Regions from separate parts of the Dromaius novaehollandiae genome. Here region 2 is linked to region 1. A link is a contact called in public Hi-C data. All regions are on one chromosome and are shown on one strand. The core of a region is the stretch at or near the end of the contact, and the rest is flanking DNA. Distances in the headings are between cores, read along the strand shown.

Evidence for each region. A called contact is a pair of places that touch in the nucleus more often than the background predicts.
Region 2: a Hi-C map of liver shows a contact between it and region 1, with 12 times the contacts expected there. The contact joins the promoter of OPTN here to the enhancer-like site in region 1. A contact is called at or near these places in 3 of 4 Hi-C or Micro-C datasets (brain, liver and ovary).

The regions. Positions count from the first base shown.
Region 1 is chr1:3,858,776-3,861,334 of bDroNov1.hap1, reverse strand. All of the region lies in intron 3 of CAMK1D (calcium/calmodulin dependent protein kinase ID), which reads right to left. Among named protein-coding and RNA genes, the nearest start is that of CCDC3, 120 kb to the left of the region's middle. Within about 2 kb of position 1,289, at least 1 of the 2 cell types and tissues checked has open chromatin away from gene starts, as enhancers often do.
Region 2 is chr1:4,009,935-4,012,493 of bDroNov1.hap1, reverse strand. It overlaps OPTN (optineurin), which reads right to left and starts at 1,290. Exons shown (of 14, transcript XM_026119278.2): 1 at 1,163-1,290; 2 at 614-837. The coding sequence starts at 779.

The DNA of each region.
Region 1 (2,559 bases), core at 40-2,539:
GGGGGAGGCACGGAGTCTCCCTAAGCCACTGCATTCAAGTCAGTAAACTGTTACTAAGTTGGTCCTAATGAAGGGACCAAAGAAAAGTGCTAAGAGGTTAAATATCCACAGCCAGCTGGTCTGACTGCTCAGCTGCTTGTCCAACTGCCTGTTAATGAAAGCACACACTCCAAACAAGGTCTCACTAGCACTAGAGCTGGCAAAGAAAGCAGTATTATTACTGCAGTAATTACATCTGATACTCACAAAGCAAGTGCTGCCGTACAACCCCCACAATTCTTCTTTCTAAGTCAAATCGTGACTGTGGGCAGGGAGGTGCGAGAAGTGTAGGACCATCACACTCCTCGGCACACACAAAATCACAGGCAAGGCAAAAGCCTCAAGTCAGGAGACCAGGGTTTAACCTTTGCTCTGCCACATGTCTTGGGCAAGCCATCGAAAGAGGAATCTACACAGGGACTTGGTGCCTCGAGAGGGAATTAGGCATCTATGATCTAATCCGTGGTTCGGATACCCCAGGTACCTCCACTGCCAACAGGTCAACGCTGCTGAACTTGCTGCTCTGCTAGCAGTGAACAGCAGAGCTCCCAGGATGGGGAGCACAAATTCAACTCCCTGCTCCAGCTGGAAGAGGGGAGTGGGGGCTCCAAGCCAGTATCTCCAACTCTTGGAAAATGTCCTAAACCACACGGTGTTTTCCATACCTCCTTCGGAGAATGTTCCACTTCTCAGGACGTAACTCAAGATTCACTCAGGAAGGGGGAGCTCTGTTACTCTTTATTGATGAGAACGTCACAGAGCAATAAAGGGCTCCTTAAAACCAGTGTCAATTGTTCCCTCAATCTTTGTAGGAACCCAAACGCCTCCCTTTAAGGAATACATTAATGCTGCTGTGCTTTTAGCAGATGGTAATCTTGTTCCATATCTTCCAAAACTAACCGAAAAATTCCCAAGCCAAGTTAAGCCTTGCAAAGAGAAAGCAAGCCTACTTCTGCAGCAGGCAAACCAGATGTATTTATGCAATGGAAGAAGCTCTTTAGCCATTTGTTAAAGAACGGTATGGAAAACACATTTCACACAGACAATTTATAAAGTGCTTTTAGACAGCATTTAAATAATGAGTTATAACTAGGTACGAACACTCAAAGCCACTGATGAAAATGCTCCTCTGCTCTTGCCATGTTATTTATGCTGCTCTGGTTGCTACAGCTCAGCTCCCTGGTCCTGCTCCTCAGCCAGTGCCAGGATCGATCGATCTCAGCACCGCAGCACCACAGATGTCTGTTTTCTATTTGGCTGTGGTATTCCCTGTGCAATATTAAAATGTCATCAATTCAGTTTAACAGGCCAAGCAAAGGCCTTAGTCAACCATTTAACAGCTAAGCAAAACATATGGCAAATGCATATCAGTCCAGGGACTGCATTAAAAGTTTAAGGGTTCAATTAAGAGGAATCTTTCTGGTGTGTTCTCAGGAGGTTAGAAAAACAGAAATGCCAAATGTTTCTCCCCCCTTGTTACCGTTAAACACCAGGCCAAAACCCCCTTGTTAAAGTGCTTTTTGTGTCTGTCCATTTCAGCATGCCAAAAGCACCTTTGTATAATACTCAATTAAAATAAACTATTTATTGGGAAAACAGAGACGATATTTTAATGATCTAGTTTTTTTCTAGCGGTTGTTGTTGTGCTGTAATGTGCTGCCTCAAGCGCCCATGTCCAGCGTTGCCCTCTGAACGCTGAGGCTCGAACTGCCTCGAGCTCACCCCAGGGACGGGAGCGCTCCCTCATGCGAAAGCTCAGCCACAAAACGAGCCGACCGTGACCTCCACGGCCGGCTGAAGCCCTCTTCTGAGGGCAACCAGGCTGCATTACTACAGTTTCCAAGGCTCAGCTTCCTTGCAGGACAGCGGTTACCCAGCAGAAGAAACACGTGTGTGCATGTACTGCACCAACGACGCCGGCGTCCTGGTTGGAGTGGTTCAGAGCAGGAGACCGGCCTCCTTATCTGGAGACAGACTGCCCAACAATAGCCACGATTTTGCCATTGTCATTATTTATAGGCACAGAAACCATTTAAAAATGGAGAGAGGGGCATGGCAGCTGAACCCACTGTCCAACAGTCGCTCATGCTTTCGGGTAGTCCCTCCCTTAATACCAGGTCCAACCCCTGTGGGCAACAGTCCTTGAGCTGGAGGATGAAGCTCTCCCAGCACCCGGTCCACAGTCACCCAGGAACCATCTGCCCAAGGCAAAATAGTAGATTTTTATATTCTTACTGAAAAGAGCTGTGAGATACTACAGTCTGAGTCATTGCAGTCCACAGGCATCTTCTCCCTGGACTACAAATGGGCTTTGAATCTGGTCCTCAAGTGACGGATGGGACATGAGATGCAATCACACAGATAATCTGCAAAGAACTCAAGCTGCAGGTAAAAGAGGACTGAATCAACCCAGAAAAAATACAAACGATTGATTTCAGAAGTCTTGACAGAGCAAACTGGACGTTTACAGAGCTCCTGAGCCTCCTCTCTGACATGCTGCCTCCCTTCTGGGGATCACCG
Region 2 (2,559 bases), core at 41-2,540, 150 kb before region 1:
AGACTCAGCCATGGCTGCCACTTCTTTTTAAAGTACAGAAGGTGCCACCACAGCTACATTTCTTAGTGATTACTACACATAATGCAGGATGGCCTGCTTGAATTCCCCTCTCTGCCTGAGATGATTCAACTCCTTTCAGAGAGCATCCTAACCCAAACTGTCCTGGGCACGGTGCAGTACCCACCCCTTCTGACGCAGCTACAGCAAAATGTTTGGTCAGTCTGTAATGGAGCTGCCCAGCGGTCCTAAAACACAAACCATAAAAGCTTTTAACAGTTGCTGAGTAAAGACAGCTCTTTATATCACGTGATAGCAAAACAGATTTTTCACCTCACTTGCTAAAATGCACAGTGCTATACTAATTATGTCGGTAATTCCCAAGCAAATAATTCACCCATAAATTGAGCTGTTCTCCCCCTATTCTTCCACATGGATCCAACTTGCTGTGTCATATCACACCGCCCTCGCCTCTTGCAGGGTTGCCTCTACATTGAAGGCTCCCCAGGTACAAAATGTTATCCAGCAGGGGCAAAGGAGCACCGAATTCACACTCGTATGGCAAAGAAGCCTGCAGAAGAGAGCCGGGCCTTTTGCGTTTCAGGGATGTATTCACCTTTTAACTCGTTGTTCTCGGTGATGAGCTCTTTCATCTGTTGCACCATCTCTTCCGGTGTGTACGTGCTGAGGGCGGGGGAAGCCGCGCCGTCCGGGCCGTTTTCCATCCTCCTCCTGGGATGCTCTCCATTTTCAGCAGGACGGCTTTGCAACTTGCCAGACATCCCTGAAGCGGCTGCGATGAGGTTAGCGCGGAGGAAGATCCGCTCCCTCACCGATGAACTGCTGAGAAAAGAAAACATAACCATACTTTCGTTTTATCCGGGCGAGCAAGCCGCACAACTCACTGTGATACGGAGGCACCGGCCAACCCTGCTGACACCACCACAACACCTGCCAGGAGCATCAATATCGCATTAACCCCTCACAGGACCACGCGGAGGATGCGCTTGTGTCCCGGAACAAACCTCGGACGAGGTCCCCTTCCCGCGTGGGCCCCCTTCTCCGTGCGTGGCCCGCACGGGCGGCAGGACCCCGGCGCTTCGGGCCTACCGCGGCCTCAGCGGGCCCACAGCTCCCTGGGGTCCTCCGCCAGCGACCCGCTCACCACGCTCACGGCGCGACCATGGCCCGCGGACAGCCGGCCCCGGTGGCTGTGGCGGCGGCGGCGCGCGGCTCAGCTGACCACCGCGTCCCCGCCTACCTCCGCGGGGATTTCCTGCGGAAAATCCGCCCTGCCCCGGCCGCCTCCCGCCCCGCCGCCCCGGGGACCGGGTGCCCCCAGGCTGCCTCGGGCCCCTGCCCTGCCCCCGGGGCTGCTCCCCCAGGGCCTTCTGCGTTTCGCAGCCCCCCGGCCCTGGGCGGCCGAGTCCCCTGCGGCCACCAAATGGCCTCACCGAATCCCCGCCACAGCATGCCCTAAACCAGGCCCGCAGGCAGCGTGTAGATAAGGGAGGCCGGGAAGCCCTAGCCCTCTGTCAGGGGGACGCGGCAGCCCCTCTGCCGCCTGCAGGTCTCTAAGCTGGGCCCGGCAGAAAGATCCTGCCGCACTGGGGAGGGCAAGGACCACGCTGGGCTTAACGCAGCCTCGGGAGCTCACAGCCTCGGGAGATAGGCTCAGCTCTGTAGAAAGAGTCATGAATGCCCGTAATACCATCCTGAGAGCATGCTGCGTACCAAGAGAGATTGAAAAGTCTTGGATTTTGTGCTGGAAAAAGAGACAATAGGGACGGAGATGACAGAGGCCTGCAGAGTCAACAGTGGTATCAAGAAAGATGATCAGGAAGTGTTTCTCATTACACAGAAATTAAAAGGGGCACAAAAACACGATCAGACAACAGGTGGAAAACACACAAAGTGCTTTTCACACAGTGCATAATTACATTTTAGAGGTTATTGCCATGCGATACCATGGAGGCAAATAGATCAGGAAGGGATTAGCCACACTCAAGGTATATAGGCCCATTACTGACTGTTAGCATCATACCTGGATACAGTTTCTAGTCTGGAAAGTCCTTAAAGCTGTTTGGCAGCTCCTGGTAGGCAGAGCTAGGAATGACAGTCCGGTTAACACATTCCTTTTTCTCTAAACCGCAACCACCAGTGACTGTCAGTGACAGGACACTGGGCTGGTAGGATCCTACAGGGGTTGGTAGGGCCTTAGAGTGGCTGTTCTTGTGTAATAGTTAGGGCCAATTATGATGTTTTGGTTCCTTTGCTTTCAACGGAATATGTCATTTTAGCTAAAATGTCTGCTTTCCATAAGGAGGATGTCAGTCTTTGATTAAATAACTGCATGGCTCAAAAATAAGGTCTTTTGATTTGGAAATGTTGCTTTGGTATCTCCTAGGAGCTGTGGATCGAGTGCTCTGCCATGAAGTCATGCCCTTCTGCAGACTGATTTCCCCCGCTGCCCTCCGAACGCTGCAGCCAAAGACTCCTCCGGCATGAGAAAGAGGAAGGGCTGGTGCCCGGTGGAAGGTGTGATCTGACAGGGACAGATCC